2 separate regions of the Danio rerio genome follow, and region 2 is linked to region 1. A link is a contact called in public HiChIP or PLAC-seq data. All regions are on one chromosome and are shown on one strand. The core of a region is the stretch at or near the end of the contact, and the rest is flanking DNA. Distances in the headings are between cores, read along the strand shown.

Region 1 (2,844 bases), core at 159-2,658:
GTTTATAACAAACGTAATGTAGTCTAAAATAATTATCCCTATAATTATAATTAGTAGGCTAATAAATAAGATAAAAACGTTCGTTTTAATTTAATAATTCTTTTTTTTTGTTTGTTTTAAAAAAACATAACGAAAAATGTTCAAAACAGTAGGCCTTCGCCTTTTTAATACTGCAGTGTTTGTAAGTGCTTTGTTAATCTATTTGTTAATATCCCACTTGATATATCTTATATATTTAATCCTCTGTTATAGAGATTATGTTAGCATTCGATGTAGGCTTTTGTGCAAAAGCTAATGTAGAAAATAAAAGAAAAATACTGAAACTCAACCCAAAGGCAACAGAGGAATCTAAATAAACACTGCAACTTTGTGTACAAAAACAACAACAAAGAGATTTTCGATCTTACGCGTGCTAAATGTAATTAATGCTTATTATGAGAATGTAGGGCTAGGCTTTAATTTTAATTAGGCAGCATTATTCTTTTCAATGAATTGCTCTTTAATTATGTATTGACCTCTTGTTAATTAAGGCCTATTTGCAAGTTAGACGTATAGCCAATCGTTATGAAAGTGTGTCAGTTCAATCAACGACACACCCAGCCTATTTATTTATTTTTTTTTATAATAGTAAACATTATTCAGAAGCATCTAATATGCCCTATGCCAGTGTTTTAACAAGTAACCCATTTTTACGTTTTAAAAAAGGAAAAAACCAAGAAGAATGGAAATAGGCTACTCTTGCCCGACAATTGCTAATATATATTATGAATCTGACAATGCTGGCCTACTGAAATTGGGCACATGCGCATGTGCCCTGCTTTTTCGCGAGCTAGAATGCACTTTCGTGATCCGCGTGACTGATGTGAGTTAACAGCTGACTTTTTTCCATTACCAATGGCTCGCGGATGATCTAGTGCACTCCCGTGTCACGCAAACTGCGATTCGGTGTATGAGGCAGACGTGGAACCGAGTGCACGTTTTAAAGCATTTGTGAAATCATCTACAGTAGCCTATCATATCCAGAATTAACGTGACATTCAGCACCCGAACACATAGAGCAAAAGCATTTATAATGGATTTCATCTTGTAATGATAAATAACAATAGCTGGGAGTGTCCTACCATAACGGCGTGCTTAGATCGCTGAGCTTCTCACATCTTCGAGTCTGATGAATGACAGTGGCATTTTACGCAGCAAATGAAAAATCCCACCAACCCTGTGGAATAAGCGGTAGTGACCGCTAAAGATAGAGGTGAACCTCGCGGTTCTTTAGAATAATTTTTAAAGACTGTTATTTTTTATCTATTCAATAACAGTGGTGACGATTTGTTGTCATGTGATCAGCGAGCTGGTATAAAGCGCAAGGAAAGGTCCGCCCTCTTTGGAATCCTGGTCTGGCCTTTAGGAGGGTCTCCCCAGATAGAATAAGCGTGTGGATGTGGGGATCTGGGCAACCTTTTGATTCCGTGCCGACAGTAATCCATTAAAAGCCTATGGCACTGGTGACACACTGGCACGTCCTCTCCGCCTCTCCCGCATCTGTTCGGCGCGTCCTATGAGTTCTCCCGAACCGAGAGCGCAGGTAACACGCAGGCTCAGCAAACCCGGCGCTTTTCCACCGTAGCCCATCGGGAAACCCGAGAGAGCCATGACTCTGAGCTCCGAGATGTCGGATGCGTCTGTGCTCTCGGAGGAGACCGACATTGACGTGGTTGGGGAGGGAGATGATGGTGACGGCCACACGCGCTCCTACGTGGACGAGGTGGCTCAGATGCACGACGAGATCCTGCTCAACGGTTCGCCGCCTGGTGTGGATGCCTCCCCCGCACGGGACCCCTACAAGCCAGCAAGTAAAAACACCCTGGTGAAGCCCCCATACTCCTACATCGCACTCATCACCATGGCAATCCTCCAGAGTCCCAAGAAGCGCCTGACGCTGAGCGAGATTTGTGACTTCATCAGTAACAGATTTCCGTACTATCGGGAAAAGTTCCCAGCTTGGCAGAACTCTATCCGGCACAACCTGTCCTTAAATGACTGTTTTGTCAAGATACCACGAGAGCCCGGGAATCCCGGCAAAGGCAACTACTGGACGCTAGACCCTGAGTCCGCCGACATGTTTGATAACGGGAGCTTTCTACGCCGCCGGAAACGCTTTAAGCGCCAGCAGGCGCCTGAACTTCTCCGCGAGCACGGAGGTTTTCTTCCCTCTGCTGCTGCGTATGGCTATGGACCCTACGGTTGTGGATACGGTCTGCAGCTTCAGTCTTATCACGCACATTCCGCGCTCCTCGCCTTTCAGCAGCAACAGCAGCAGCAGCCGCCCCCGTCCCGAAACACCGGAACTCTCATCCCAGCGCCTTCCCTCATGCCAACCACAACGGAGCTCACCCGTTCCCGCTTCTACCCCCCTCTAAGTCCCGGGATTTCGTCCTCCCTACAGACTGCAGCCAAGTCTCCGGTTCACCGTTCGCCCTTCTCCATAGACAGCATTATCGGGAGCTCTTTAAGCCCTACGCACTCGCATTGTGCCTCACGGACTTCCCCGGTGGTCCCGGTGCTGCCGCCGGCCCTCGCGGCTCAGCACTCCCCAAACCCACTGCTGGGAGTCCTGCACGGACCGACGTCTTTACACGAAACCTACTCAAATCGGATTGTCAGTGGCACTAGCGGCTGCTAATTTTTTAATCTAAACGTCACGTTTTAAAGCGATACACTCCTGTGTTTAAGGTAGGATTATTTTTGTATTGTTTTTTTCACGCAGCTGAATGGTGAACATTGCCACGTTCGTGCCTATATTCAAGCTGTGAAATATAAGAAAATATATTTATGTTAACATTTTAG
Region 2 (2,844 bases), core at 231-2,730, 160 kb after region 1:
TGTATACATTTATATTATTCAGTTTTTAAATTAATTTCAGTAATAATATTGACTAATATGAAAGTGTTCAGATGATTTATTTACAATACTGTTTGTACCATAATATTTTTTATTTTTTAGATATGAAGAGTTCAGACGGGAAAAGCAAAAAGTCCCATCTGAAATTTTCATCAAAAATGAATGTTTTTCTCTGCCTCCTTTGTTTATGTTAAGATATTTCACTTTCAAGAGCAGGAAAAGGACTTAGTCCTTGCCATAAAAGTGATATTACTGAACATAGGCTACTGATAAAATTACTTCTTTTGGAGAAAAATTTCAGATGGAATTTAAAGGTGTTTGCATCGAAACTCTTCATATATTATATGAGAGATTTGCTTTGTTTACCAAATAAGTGGTTCTACAGGGTGGTCCATTTATATGGATACATTTTAGTAAAACTTATTGGGAAATTCACAAGAAAAACAATGGTGTGCTTGGTTTTAACGTAACTTTATTCTTTCATGAGTTATTTACAAGCCCCCTCACATATACTAACATGCCACAAACAGGACTTTAAGATCTCCAACCATTCCCATTTTATTAAGGTGTATGCATATAAACGGCCCTCCCTGTGATTGGATTTGCATTGTAAACATCAAATAACAGATAAAAAGCTTTTTATTTTTTTATTTCATAGGTTACGTTTTTTGTTATGATACTCCCAAAATCATTCCTCATAAATCCGCAGATTTTTTATTTTTTTTTTACAAAATGCTCCGCAGGAATAGCAAAAAATATCTGCAGATTCTGTCTGGCCCTAGCCATCAGTGAGAAAATCAAGGCAAAAATAGTGTAACTGTTTTCTAGTTATCTTTAAATTTCATTTAATAAATTTGTAAATTACCCATGGCAATTATATTTACATCCGACCCACTAGCCTCAATCATGTTGGAATTTGGCCCTTCATAAGGAAAAGTTTGTGCACCCCTGGTTTAGAGACTGTCATTTCAAATTTCAAATGTGAACTTGTATTGGTTTGTTTTATTAACTGAAATTAAATGTTGCAATTCAAACGTTTTAAATTAGTGATATTGAGTTTAAAATGTGCATACTGTCACCCGATGGATAGAGGACAACGCAGAGACTATTGAGTGAATTAAGGTAAAGGCAGATTCTGCTTGACTAGTGTATACAGCACTTAACTACACTGTTATAAATGTGATTGTTTTTATTGCAATACATTATAATTAAAGTTATACTGCAGTTAATATGGTTCAAAGTAATGCTTTCTATTTATTTATAAATATTATGAAATGAATTAGAAAATAACGCATGACAACTTTAATGTAATCTAGTTTGGTATATTTATTTTCGGCCCACGGCTGTCAATGATATTTGGATTTTGGCTCTTCATACAAAAATAGTTTGGGCACCCCTGCTTTAAACCTTTTCTTTCTTCTTTAAGTTTAAATAACAGCATTAATTTTAAACAGAAATCTTTTGTAAGTATAAAAGCCTTTACGGTCACTTGTGATCAATTAAATGTATCCTTGCTGAATGAGAGGATTCAATTCTTTCACAAGAAAAAGAAGAAAGCTGCAATCCATTCATAAGAACCAGGAATGTTTTAATTATTTTTATTTACACTGGATGCATTTTTAAAACGAAATGTTGTTTTGTTAAACACATAGCTCTTGGTTTCGTTTGCTCATGATTGGGTGCATGTTTACCTACATGATCTCACTCATTAGAAACAGAGTCCCTCAGTGCTTCCTGTGGTAAGATTTCAGACAGGAACTTGCATGGGTTTGTTTACCAACAGTACAGACATATACACACACAGGACACAGATGGTTCACAGGCCTAACACACACACAAACATACACACATAGTGCTCACAGGAACTGCTTGACCACACAATAGTACACACACACACACACACACACACACACACACACACACACACACAATGTACTATATATTAAGTAACCTCCACCAACATGCTAGCAACCTCCTAGAACACCCTAGCAATCACCAATCTACCACTCACCGTAGCCCATCAACTAGCAATACCTTAGAAATAACCAGAAGCATCAACCAGCAAGAAACTTTTACATTACTTTAGCAGCTCCCTGGAAACAAATTAGCAACTACCATTTTAAAATATTTGCTGCTGCTCGCATGCTGACAAACATCACACCTGTCCCTTACTCTCTTCGCTGACTCCTTGTTAAATTCAATATTGATTTTAAACTACGGTTGTTTGTTTTAATGCAGTTAATGGTCTTGCACCTTCATATTTATGTGAGATTTTAAAGGTTCATAAACCGGAACCTACAATCAGCAGGCCAGTTGTTGCTGGAGGTCCCTAGATCAGGTATATTGCAGTGGCAAATCCAAAACTGTGGAATACCCCCCTTTAAAACTTTGCATGATCACAAATTTAGCCCTGTTTAAAGCTAATCTTAAAGCATAGTTATTTAGACTTGCTTTTGATATTCGGTAGTGCAAAATGCTGTTTTATTGAAACTTGTGTTCTTACCATGTGAGGTTTTTTAATGTTTAATTTGGTTTTTAATACTGTAAAGCACTCCTGACAGCCTCCTTGTTGCAATAAGGTGCTATATAAATAAAGTTGATTGATTGATATCAATCAATTGAAAATACAAAAACAAGTATCATTTAAGTATTGTTTTATTGTCTTAGTATTGAGTTATGTTTACCACTTTGGGCAAAAAAAAGATAAATGAAATGTATTTTAAAATAAAATACTAAATACCTTAATTTAAGGTGTATCAAAATAAACTACAAAATAATGCTTCCACAAATGTGTCAAAATAAAATACAGTATTTACAAAGGAGCTT

Evidence for each region. HiChIP or PLAC-seq counts read pairs in DNA pulled down with a chosen protein or histone mark.
Region 2: an H3K4me3 HiChIP or PLAC-seq map of embryo shows a contact between it and region 1, with 2.5 times the contacts expected there. The contact joins the enhancer-like site here to the promoter of foxd1 in region 1. A contact is called at or near these places in 5 of 18 Hi-C or Micro-C datasets (caudal fin, embryo, fibroblasts and 2 more) and 3 of 4 datasets of contacts at active chromatin or transcription factors (caudal fin, embryo and gastrula embryo).

What each region holds. Positions count from the first base shown.
Region 1 is chr5:35,621,021-35,623,864 of GRCz12tu, forward strand. It overlaps foxd1 (forkhead box D1), which reads left to right and starts at 1,409. Exons shown (of 1, transcript NM_212913.2): 1 at 1,409-2,844. The coding sequence starts at 1,649. The coding sequence ends at 2,680. It overlaps btf3 (basic transcription factor 3), which reads right to left and starts at 1,276. Exons shown (of 6, transcript NM_001076558.2): 1 at 1,122-1,276. All of the region lies in intron 2 of LOC141385843 (a long non-coding RNA gene), which reads left to right.
Region 2 is chr5:35,778,166-35,781,009 of GRCz12tu, forward strand. All of the region lies in intron 14 of fcho2 (FCH and mu domain containing endocytic adaptor 2), which reads right to left. Among named protein-coding and RNA genes, the nearest start is that of fcho2, 46 kb to the right of the region's middle. Within about 2 kb of position 1,481, at least 6 of the 62 cell types and tissues checked have an H3K27ac peak or open chromatin away from gene starts, as enhancers often do.